Regions from separate parts of the Mus musculus genome. Here regions 1, 3 and 4 are each linked to region 2. The links are chromatin contacts, called in public HiChIP or PLAC-seq and promoter capture Hi-C maps. All regions are on one chromosome and are shown on one strand. Each heading gives the region's core, a stretch centred on a gene start, on an enhancer-like site or on the middle of the called end of the contact. The rest is flanking DNA. Distances are from core to core; before and after follow the strand shown. Region 1 holds the start of Crispld2 (cysteine-rich secretory protein LCCL domain containing 2). Region 2 holds the start of Emc8 (ER membrane protein complex subunit 8). Region 3 has its middle 37 kb from the start of Gm33823. Region 4 overlaps Zcchc14 (zinc finger, CCHC domain containing 14).

What was found. Promoter capture Hi-C pulls out the DNA fragments that hold promoters and counts their contacts. HiChIP or PLAC-seq counts read pairs in DNA pulled down with a chosen protein or histone mark.
Region 1: an H3K4me3 HiChIP or PLAC-seq map of fetal liver shows a contact between it and region 2, with 4 times the contacts expected there. The contact joins the promoter of Crispld2 here to the promoter of Emc8 in region 2. A contact is called at or near these places in 1 of 39 promoter capture datasets (cranial neural crest) and 1 of 115 datasets of contacts at active chromatin or transcription factors (fetal liver).
Region 3: a contact with region 2 is called in a promoter capture Hi-C map of pre-B cells, with 3 times the contacts expected there. The contact joins the enhancer-like site here to the promoter of Emc8 in region 2. A contact is called at or near these places in 3 of 39 promoter capture datasets (hippocampal neurons, liver and pre-B cells), 2 of 115 datasets of contacts at active chromatin or transcription factors (double positive thymocytes and large pre-B cells) and 1 of 9 other capture datasets (adipose tissue).
Region 4: a contact with region 2 is called in an HNF4G HiChIP or PLAC-seq map of pancreatic cancer cells. The contact joins the enhancer-like site here to the promoter of Emc8 in region 2. A contact is called at or near these places in 4 of 39 promoter capture datasets (cranial neural crest, frontonasal cranial neural crest, hippocampal neurons and 1 more) and 4 of 115 datasets of contacts at active chromatin or transcription factors (astrocytes, large pre-B cells, pancreatic cancer cells and 1 more).

What each region holds. Positions count from the first base shown.
Region 1 is chr8:119,991,018-119,993,717 of GRCm38.p6, forward strand. It overlaps Crispld2 (cysteine-rich secretory protein LCCL domain containing 2), which reads left to right and starts at 1,421. Exons shown (of 15, transcript NM_001310635.1): 1 at 1,421-1,583.
Region 2 is chr8:120,666,707-120,669,406 of GRCm38.p6, forward strand. It overlaps Emc8 (ER membrane protein complex subunit 8), which reads right to left and starts at 1,381. Exons shown (of 5, transcript NM_010926.6): 1 at 1,051-1,381. The coding sequence starts at 1,272. Gm27021 (predicted gene, 27021) reads right to left here and starts at 1,436. Exons shown (of 4, transcript NM_001308449.1): 1 at 1,051-1,436. The coding sequence starts at 1,272. Cox4i1 (cytochrome c oxidase subunit 4I1) reads left to right here and starts at 1,519. Exons shown (of 5, transcript NM_009941.3): 1 at 1,519-1,649; 2 at 2,603-2,676. The coding sequence starts at 1,540.
Region 3 is chr8:121,299,856-121,302,555 of GRCm38.p6, forward strand. No RefSeq gene overlaps it. Among named protein-coding and RNA genes, the nearest start is that of Gm33823, 37 kb to the left of the region's middle. Within about 2 kb of position 1,431, at least 82 of the 459 cell types and tissues checked have an H3K27ac peak or open chromatin away from gene starts, as enhancers often do. A contact at or near this core is called in double positive thymocytes and pre-B cells, where this site is marked.
Region 4 is chr8:121,630,659-121,633,358 of GRCm38.p6, forward strand. All of the region lies in intron 1 of Zcchc14 (zinc finger, CCHC domain containing 14), which reads right to left. Among named protein-coding and RNA genes, the nearest start is that of Zcchc14, 20 kb to the right of the region's middle. Within about 2 kb of position 1,258, at least 94 of the 459 cell types and tissues checked have an H3K27ac peak or open chromatin away from gene starts, as enhancers often do. A contact at or near this core is called in astrocytes, liver and pancreatic cancer cells, where this site is marked.

The sequences.
Region 1 (2,700 bases), core at 171-2,670, 680 kb before region 2:
AGAGCTGGAGGTTCTGGGATGGCCAGACTGAGGGAGACTTGGCATGTTGGTTTGACCTGATGATGATAGGCATGTAGAATGCTTCGGTGGGGAGGGGTGTCTAAGAGTCCCACGGAGCCATCAAGGAGCTTTGCAAGGTTGTCATGAAAAGCGTCAGCAGGGCGGTGTGGTGGGGCCACTCAGAGCCTGGGACTTCTATTACTGACAAGCCACTCCTGCCCAAATGCTGGGTCCCAGAAAAGCCCTGTTCCTCATCACTTCCCGTTCCTGGGTGGGTAACAGGACCCAGTTTATCCTGTTTTGCATTCAAGGCTTAATGGTCACGGACACTGGCAACAGAGTGGGCACGTGCACTTTGGAGACCTGTGACTCAGAGATGCGTGCAGGAATCTCTGTGTTGGTCAGTCCCTTCACTGAGGAGAATAGGGATGCTGGCGTCTGAGGGTGGTCAGGCCAGATCGTCAGCACCAGAGAATGGCACATGGAGCACAGGGCCCACCCTCACTGGCCTTGTCCTGGGTCACCCCCAGGGCTGCTAATCAGCCCTGTTAATCAGCACTGACTCCTCTGGTACTTGGAAGACAGCTTAGGGTGTAGCAAGTGAGTGCAGGTCGCTTGATGATGGATGCTTCCAAAACTGAGCATTAAGGACGGGATTTAAAATGAAAAATATTAACATATCTGAATCTTTATCTGCGCAGTGCTGCGTCAAGGACTTGGGTAAAGATCTCTGGTTGTAATCCAGGTTCCCCAACATGTCACGAGGAACCCCAGCGGGCTCGGCTGTACCTGCTCCTGGTAGTATTTGTGGAGGTGTTAGTGGGAGGTGCCTCTTTGGATGGGTGGTCTTCTCCAGTCCCACTTTAAGTGACTGAGAGTGTTCTGGGGGATCTCTTAGCTCTTCCCGCTCATTCCCTCACTTGCCCTTAAGGGTTTGGGTGTCAACCTTTACCTAAAGTAATTTCCCGGATTCTAACCTCGGGTTATTTGCTCCAGGTAGACGCCAAATGCCCTGGGGCACGTGGTACTAAGCTTACTGGAACCTCACCCTGGGGTTCTTGAGGAGGCGGGATAATCTCTCCACAGAAGTGGGACATAGCCTCCTCCCTAAATTGCTGGGAACCCCCGAGATCCTCCTAGTTTGGGAATAGGTCGTGGCGGATAAATGCGCACACCCCGGCTCAGCACGTGCTTCCCGGTGGTCTTTTGTCCTGTCCTTCACTTGAGTAGTAGAACCGGGTGGGGTCCACAGGCCACGGACTGTCTGGGGGTGCCCAGCCTGCCGCACGCAGAAAGAGCTCAATGAAAACTACTTTTATGGTCACGGCTAGGGGCCGCGCGCTCCTTGCGCATCGTGGTCCTCAGTGCCTCCACCCTCCCGAAAACAGGAGGCGGGGCCGGCGCCTCGCAGCCCAATCAGCGCTGCCTGTGGACTTGGGGGGCGTGGCTCAGGATGCTCTAAGAAGCTACTAGGGGCCGCGCTCAAGTCCTGGACCCACTCAGAGCGCCCAGCATCCGCAAGGTTCCAGATCTGCAACTTGCTTGCCCAGCGCTCCCCAGGTTGAGGCCAGAGTTCCGCACAGGTGAGAGGGACTCGGTCCCGCTGTTCTTTTGTCTGTAGGAGAACAGGTCTTGTCGCGTAGCCTACGCTGTTCTCGAACTCTTAGCCACCTCACTGCTTCGGCTGCAATGTCTCCTCTTTCTGTCCTTTTTCGACTCTCTTGCCCTGACTAAGGCAGACGCGGTGCTTCAGGGCTGTTCAGGGCTGTGTGCCGCCGTTCTGCAGAGCCCTTACCTGCAAGATCCTTTTCAGATGAAGAAATTGAGGCTCAACTACGAAGCTTTTTGCCCGGGACTGACTCGCGGTTAGGAAGCCGTTGGAGCTGGGATCCCTAGCCTGGCTGCACGAAGCTGCTTCGCGCTTCACTGAGGCGCGCTCTTTTGCCCACCCAAGGCAATTTGCCACCATTTGGGGCGGTAGTGTGTTGTCAGTGGGCGTCGATAACTGGCTCGATGATGGCTTGGTTGCGTTAGAGGGGTCTTTCACTCTGTGAGGGTAAGGTTCAGGTGATCACAGGGGCAGGTAAGTGCCTTTGGTTCCAAATGACAGAGCCACACCCCTTTTCCATTGGCAACAGGCTTGTGGTGAGGGGGTCTCCTAACCCTATTTCAGATAAAATATGGAGGGTCAGAGAGGTAAAGTGAGCTGGACTACAGCAGAGACAGGTCTGGAAGCCACCTCCGACTGCCTCCAAGGCTTCCCAGGGACGTGTCCAGGTGTAGCACAGTCTGGACTCTGGCCCATAGGAATCCTTCTGTCTCAGTTTCCTGAGTTGTCGGGATTATAGCAACTCTTCTAGAGACTGTTTTAGGGAACACATGACAGGGTCTTTTCCTAAAGTGGGCATCTTGAATTAAGTCCTCCTGTCAGGAGTATTGGCCCCAGATGAGGAAAGCCAAGATCAGCTCCTTTGGGGTATAGACTTGGTGCCAGATGCCTGTTGCTGCAGTGCAATTTGAACTGGCCCTCTTTCCAGGGAAAGGTGAGTTGCTACGGTGACTAAGCCCGTGTGAGAGGCTGTCTGGATGCCTGGCTTTCCTGGAGCCAAGAGCGGGGCTGGAAATGTCCACTGTTAGACCTGGGCTCCTTGCCCTGAGGAAGTAGGGTAGTCCTGCCTTCTCCAGATGATCTTACACTCC
Region 2 (2,700 bases), core at 131-2,630:
GGCTCTTGTAGTTTGCTGGAAATTACCTCTGGTGTTTTAATGTAAATTAAATAATGGATGAGCAAGGTGTGGTGGTAGTGCACACCTTTAGACCTAGCCTCAGGAGATGGAGGCAGGCTGGTCTGTGTGTAGGACGCCAGCCTGGTCTACAGAAGAGTCCCAAACTCGGCAAGGCCACAAGAGTGAAACCCTAACCCTCTCCCCCAGAAAACAAAAGAAACAGAAATCAAGGAATGCGAGTCGCGTCGGTAATCCCAGTTCTCAGGAATCTAGAGCAGGAAGTGCTGGGAGTGCCAGGCTAGCATGGGGGGCTACATTCAAAGCAAGTCTCCGATTCAATGCAGTCATTTTGGTGGGAGAGGGGGAGACAGGATTAGCATTCCCTCCTAGGCCAGCTCAGATTTTTAACTTCAGAGCTCATTCTGAGATGTAAATGAGGCTGTGGGGAGACTGGGTGGTTACGGGTCTGATCTGTTTCTCAGGTGCGTCAGGACTGCACCTGAGAGCGCTTCCAAGATGTAGTAAGCAGCGCCTGACCATATCAGTCCAGGGCTTTATAAAGGCAAACCGCAGAGTTAGAATTCCGGGTCTTGCAAATGTCTCTTAAGCAGAGAAACCGAGTTTGATTACAAGCGCAGAAACAGCAGTCCGTATTATAACCTATAATCTTGCTAAAACAGCAAGTCTGGGGCAAAAAAATCGGCAAGTGGACCCACAAAATACAAAAACAAACAAACAAACAAAAAAACCTCTGTAAAACTAGAGATTTACATGCTATAGGCATTTTTTTCTTTGTGGCCTCACAAACACATTAAGTTTAAACTTTAAACGTTACCTATCCCAGATCTCACTAATGTAGACCAGGCTGGCCTCGAACTCTTGCCTCCCCATCTCGAGTGCTGGTTTTAAGGACGTCCACCACACATTCGAGTTTCTCGGTCATCTTACAAAACCTCGAGAGCTCCCCGGGAGCAGCCGCAGCGTCCCGCGAAGGGCGCCCGACTCCGCCCGGCCCGGAACCCCGCGCCGCGGCCTCGACCGCGAGCTTACCAGGGTGAGCGCCACCTCCAGCATGGGCGTCAGAGCCAGCGTGCCGTGGAAGAGCGGGATGCAGTCCACGAAGAGCGTGTGGCTGCCCGCTCCGGGAGGATGCTCCTTGCGCGGCCTCTGCCTCTCGGCCACCAGGAGCCCGTTGACGGCGCAGTGCGGGTACTTGGCGCCGTGGAGCACCATCTTGCAGTAGGCCTGCGTAGTCAGCTTCACGCCGGGCATCGCGACCCACGCACCGCGGTCCTCCGCCACGACCCTCCGCTGCACGCCGTGACGCTCTCGCACCTCCGGCCGCGGCCTCCCGCCTCAGCCGGTCGGCCGGAAAACGTCTGCCGGAAAGCAGCTGCTACCCGCTCGGCCTTTCGCGACAGTTACCGCCCCGCCCCGCCTCGTCCTGCCCCGCCCTGCCCCGAGCCGCGCCGCCCCGCCCCGCCCCGCCCCGCGCTCTGAAACGGACGGGCTTGGGGCGGGGCTTCCCTGATTCCCGCGATGCTTCGCGGCTCCGTCTTGGTCTTCCGGTTGCGGGCCCCGTTCTTCCGGTCGCGAGCACCCCAGGGTGTAGAGGGCGGTCGCGGCGGTCGCCTGGGCAGCGGTGGCAGGTGACGGCCTTGGACGGCGGGTGAGGGTGGCACGGTCGGGGGCCCGAGGACCTGGAGCGCCGGGGCCGGGAGCGGTGCCTCCGAGACGCCCCCGGACCCGGGACTTGAGCGGCTCGGTGACCTTGGGGCGCCCGCTTCCCCGAGCGGGTCTGTTGTCTCGGGTCCCCGCTCCGGCCTGCCGGGCACCGGGCGTTCCCGCTGTGCCAGGCCCGAGGGACAGCGACCTGAGCCCTGACGTCACGCTACGGTTTCTGCCGCCCCGGGCGTTGATTTTTTTTTTCCCGGGCTCGGACGTTCTTTCTCGGGGATCGAATCTCAGGGGTTGTGCTACAGTGAGGCGTGGGGCTCGGGTCGCTGGGGCGGGTGACAGGGTCATCCAGGTCGCCTGCGGGACGCAGGAACGGGAAGCGGGCCAGGGCCTGAGCCTGGGCGGCCTCCTCCCGCTTGCCCTTCGCAGTCTCTGTACAAGTCAATTTTTAAAATAAAACTCAGTCGCAGGAGGTGTGCTACCGTGCTATCTATCTATCTATCTATCTATCTATCTATATATCTAGTTCTAGCAGTTTCAGTCATTTTTGTCTTTCTAGTTAATTTTTTAAGAAGCCGGATTTATAGTCATTGGCCAAAGCCATGTATATTACAGCCCTTGGCTTGATGTAAGGAAGTTCACCCTGTGCCTTCGCATCAGTAATAAAAACCGGATCCTGGGGGCATGCCTCTGGCCTGTAATGCCGGCTCTTACGAGGTAGAGGAAGGTAATAGTGGAAGCTTTCAGGCCAGTCCGTGCCTTAAAAAGTTGATGAAATCATTACCAAAAAAAAAAAAAAAAAACATTTAACATTTCGGGGGATAAGTTGCATTTACTTCCTTAATGTTTTGCCGCAAAAAGACTTTGGCTAAAAGGTGTTTGCTGTCATTGTTAAGAGGTATAAGGGTTTTTTTTTGTCTTTCAGAATGTTGGCTTCCAGAGCGCTGAGCCTGATTGGCAAGAGAGCCATTTCTACTTCGGTGTGCCTTCGAGCACATGGTGAGCAGGACTTTCACTCCCTTC
Region 3 (2,700 bases), core at 181-2,680, 630 kb after region 2:
CTCTGGAGAAGTGGCAATTGATTATAACACACACACACACACACACACACACACACACACACACACACACGGAAGGAGGAAGGGAGAGAGAACAGTAATAGTAATTTTATAAGAAAAAAATTTCCACACACAAGTTGAGAAGAAGCTATTCCATCATCTTAACAGGCCTGTGGCAGAAGTGGCAGGTGACATCTTTTGATGGGGGAGGGTGGTCAAGTTCCCTGTGTCTCTATTTAGTTACCTTATCTTTCAGCTTGGGTAAACCTGTCAGACACAGGTTGGCTCTGTCCTCAGAATCCCAAGTTCAGATCCCAGCTCCCTCACAGACTTGTGCTGGAGCCCAAGACCCAGTCCAGGCCTGGTAGTGCTCCAGCTTCCCCAGATGTCCTCCCTGGGGAACGGCACGAAGCTAATGTCGTGCCCAGAGTGTGTTAAGAGTGTGAGGAGGGAGAGCTCGGGGCTCTGGGGACACCAAACCCACCCAGACTCAGCACATACAAGCTCCTTTCTTTCCCTTAGCCTTGGTGGCCTCCTGACTCTCCTGAGGGTCCTGGTTTCCTTTCTTGCCTGTCACCTGCTGAGAGAGTGAACTGGCACAGAAATTCCTCCTCGTGAAGCTTGCAGCCCGGAGCAGATCCCAAGCCCATGTGCTGTTTGAATACGGGACTCAGTCCACAGAAGGAGGTGAGATGACCACAGGAATACAGCCAGCCAAGGCTGGCAACGATTGACACCCAGACTCCCCGTGGTGCTGTCCTAAGCCCCTCTTAAGCTTTATTCTAGGTAGTCTCTGGGTTGGGGGTGTGCTGGACCACAACCCCACACCGGGCTGCAGTACAAAACAGAAGAGGGGGCAGGCAGAGGGGGCGCGGTGCACACACGGGTTGGGGCTTTCTAAGCCGCAGCACCTGTTAATGGCCGGGTTAGGTATGACCTATTAAACATTTACCGCCCATTTCCTGTACATGTCTGGTGAGGCCTGCAGGAAATTCAGAACAAATTAAACAGCAGCTGTGATCCCTCATGCTCCATCGGTCCCTCCCCGGGCCCCGCGTGGGACCGTAAAACATGAGGGGCAGTTCTATTAGGGACAGGCCCGTTTCATCAAGGAAGCTCCCCCCATCTCCTGCCAACCAGACTCCATAAAGTTAAATTGGCCAGTACGTATCTCCCTCCCGCTTCCACCCACACGGGCCAGCTCCTTGAGGGAGATTGTTCAGATCCCACACCCAGCTCACCCCTCAGCCCTGCCCCCTCCGCTGTTCCCACACGATCTCACATGTGGTCGGAGAGGGGGCACTTCCTGCCGTTATAAAATGCAAAACTGAGACCCCAGCAAAAACAGCCTGCCTGCGTGCGGAACACCCAAGTTGACAGTGTGAGAGAGGAGGCCTAATCCATTCCATATGACAAGCAGCAGTGGCCCGCAGGGGCAGGCCAGACCCCAAGGAGGGTTCAGAGCAGCTCCCCGGCCCCCTCCCTGCCCTGCCTTCCCTACCTCCCCCCTCTCTCAAGTGGATCCTTCAAACCAGGAGAAAAATACTGGAAGGACCGTAGCCCCAAGTTAAACCAGCCCGTGTTTGGGTTTGACAGCCTGCGAGGTATTGTTCCATCTTACACTTTGAAAATAAACTCTAGGAAGCATTAATGCAGATGCGGGGATAAACATGCTCCTCCTCGCAGTCTCTGTCCCCGCCCATGCCCTCCCCGCCCCCACGCCCTTCCCCAGTGCCTGCGTTCACTCCTCCAGGTTACGGCTTAGGCTGATGGAAGGACCAGATGGGTCTTTAAATGGGGGAACTGTGCAGCCCTTGCTGTGTAAACAGACAGCTGTCCAGATGATGGGGTTGAGGGAGCCCCGAGAAAGCAGCCTGCGGTAATCGCTCCCTCTGTGGTTCTTGGAAAGTGGAATAAACACATCCAGACAGGCTTCTCTCCGATTGCTCTGCAGCAGGAGGCTCGGCATCACCTCGGTGAGAGGAAAAGGCCCCATAGCCGAGGGTCAGACTGTCAGATACGAGGAAGAGAAGGCACTTCTGTGGTGACTGCACACTGCGTGACCTTTTTTTCGACGTCTGCGGTTACACTTTGATGCTGAGTGACCATTTACAATGACAAACGTCCTCTGGTGAACCCCAGCCCCTGCTCATGGCCACTGACCAGAACAATCTCCTCCTCGCAGACCCTCACCAAGGATACCACCTTATCCTGACCACATCCAGAATAGAACCTTCCCACTTCCTGTTTCCTACTTCCTGCTTCCTGTTCTCCAGTTCCATAAACCATTCTCCCTGAGAGGTGCTAAAAATGGAAAGGAGAAGATGAAAGTTTGGCCGGAAGATTTATCCGAGCCCATAAAAGTCTCTCCAGCCCTCTGCAGACAGGATTCTCACTTCTGCTTCAACTTAACCTTTCCCTAAGTCGACGATCTGAATTTTGCCCATAATTCCACTAAAACCAACTGGGATCTCCATTGGTGGCTGGGCTGTTCTGGACGACTTGACAAATTAGTACAGTAAATTTCAAGTGTCTTAAGCACTAAATTAGGTCATTTGTTTAATGAGCCAATCCACTGCCCAGAGTTTGACCCCAGCCCACTAGGGTGAGTTCACACGGAGTTCCACAGCAGGGGTCTGGGCTCCCTCATCTGTCTTTTGCTTCTAGTTAAAAATGCCCTGAAGTCAGGGCTGGAAATCAGAT
Region 4 (2,700 bases), core at 8-2,507, 960 kb after region 2:
ACTCTGCATCCCGGTGTTCCGTGGAGCACCACAGATGCCTATGAGCAACGTGCCACCCGCCAGTCTGTCTCTGTGAACTCCAACTAAACTCAAGAAAAGAAATCCCAGTCGCTCGCTCACTCACTTTACAAAGGCAGCTCACGATGGCCAGCTTCACCAAGAAGTTACCAGGAAGTTTAAGTTGGGCCTGGGAGTGTTGGCAGTGCTTACCGAGCACACACGACATCCTAGGTCTGATGCCCAACACTCCATAAAACAGAGGCAGGGTGGAGCAAACCTGCAATCCTAGCACCCAGGAGGTAGAGACAGAGAGATCAAGATTCAGAGTTCCCCTTGGTTATATAGTAAGTTCAATGCCAAGCTGGGCTGTATGAAATTCCGTCTCAGGAAGGCGGGCGGGTAGGCAAGCAAGGAGGGAAAGAAGTCAGTAAAGAGGGCTGGGCAAAATGGCTCAGTGAATAAAGACATTTGACTTACAACTCTGAGTTCAATCCCTGAAAACGAAGTAAGAAGATAGGAGGACCTCCTCCCCAGGGCTGCCTTCTGCCTCCCACATGCATACTGTTAGGACAGAGATGTACCCACACCATGTGCACACATGATACTAAATAAAGTTAAAGAAGACATCAGAGAGCACTTAAGTTTATAAAGCTACTATTTCACATATGCCCATGATCCCTGGCACCTGGAAGTCAGAACGGAAGGGCCTTGAATTCCAAACCAGCCTGGGTGACACAGCTGCAGACAAGACACACCCTTTTCAGGAGACAAGTTTCATATCCCACTGTGTGAGCAGCTCAGGTACAGCTTTTCAGTACATGGCCATGAGCCAGCAACAGCCCATCATGGTTGCTTGACTCCCACAGCTCCTGACCCTACATCCTGGTTCCAAGAGGAGGCCAGGGGTGTGCTGACAGTCACAGGAGACCAGCACCCCTATCACCAGAGAGCCACAAGCAAACCCAGCTCCCTACCCCAAGCCTACAGATGAAGACAGGGTAGGGGTGTGCGACAACAGGGGCTTGTCCTGGTGTGGGACCCGCTACTGAGACCCAGGCTGAGATCAGGACCACTTCACAAAGCATCAGCATGCCCCCTGGGGACAACAACAGGAAGCACTTCCTGTGTCCATGTAGAGTCAGCCCAGAGCTGAGGCTGCTGTCCCCAGGCCAGCAACTGGCCAGGTCTAGGTCAGGGCAAAGCTGTGAGCAGCCTGATGAAAACACAGGCAGGGAAAAAATGCTTTAAAAGTGATGACTCCAGGCCAAGCGCGCCTGTCAGTCTGCCGTCTGGCTGGCTGGCCTTCCTCCTCTCACCTCTTGCTCTTCTGTTTACACTGGACGCTGTCTTCAACTGCAAGTCTCAGAAACGCTGTTTTAGGTTATTTTTGGTGAGGTTAATTTATCCACATGACCGGCCGGCAGTTTGACTCAGATGCTCTCTGACTCACTTCAGAGTTTCAATGGCCCCATGTGCACATGTCCCCCTCCCATCCTGTGCAAGGCCTGGAGACTAAGCCAAGGTACCCCCTTCCCCAGATCTTCCTGTTAGTTCAAATCCTCTCCGAGCAAAGCACCTTCCTTTACTCTCACGGAATGGTCAGAGGTTCTGCTGCCTGGCTAACTGCCCTTTCATCATCATGGCTAAAACCACCAGCCCAGGCAGGCACCTCAGCCCATTTACTTAGCCCTACTCCTCACCGCAGCCCAGCAGACACACATTCAGTGCCTCATCTCTATGGGCTGTTGTTCATTGAGGGATCCGCTGCTAACACAACAATGCCTTCCATTTAGACACTAGGCAGGCATCTGTAGGACATTCAGCTACAGCCTGAGTTCCTATGGCCCCAGTGGCACTGATTTTCAGGTGGTGCTCTGTACTCCCCATCTTGCCCGGCTGGCATCACTAGGATCTCAGCTGCTCTGCTTGGGTGCCAACAGGCCATGGCTACAGGCAGATCTGATGCTCAGCACCTGCTCCAAGACCAGGACATCCTCCTCCCTCCTGAGGGCCACAGGAAAGCTCATGTGACCTCCAGTGCCGCTGCCCGTTCAGGAGTGCCTTGCTGGAGTGCAGTTTAGGTGCCTGGTCCCAAGCAGCAGAGCCCAGGTCTTGATGCACGCCTTCTAGGTATGTAGATAAGAGTGGTGTGTCCAGGCCTAGTATGTGAAGACCTTTAGGTCTCACCTCGGGGCACAGGCATGTAGCTTCAGATAATCAGGAGACTACAAGAGGATGGCTGGCTCAGGGCCAGTTCAAGATAGAGACTAAGTGCAAGACCAGTCTTGGTGACTTAGTTACAGCCTGTCTCAACAAGTAAAAAGGGGCAGAGTATCCCCAGTGCACTCAAGAGCCTCACCTAGAACATGCAAGGCCTATACTTGATCCCAGGACCATGACTCAGGTCTAAGGTAGACCCTAAAATTCTGCATTTCTGATACTGTGACATTTCAAAATAAAGGATTATGCCTGGGTCAGACCAAAGGCCTGCCCTATAAGGAGGGACATGAGCAGAAACCCCAGGCCATGTGGACAATCAGCCCAAATGGACATGTATCCCTTCCAGGTAAGTCATGGGGGTCATGTGGTTTCATGGCCAATGTTGGTCCCATCCCGACAGCTAATTATCCATTATCCTTGGATAAGGACAATGTTGAAAAGGTTTTCCTCAGATTGTCTGTCCTGTGGAAAACCTCACAC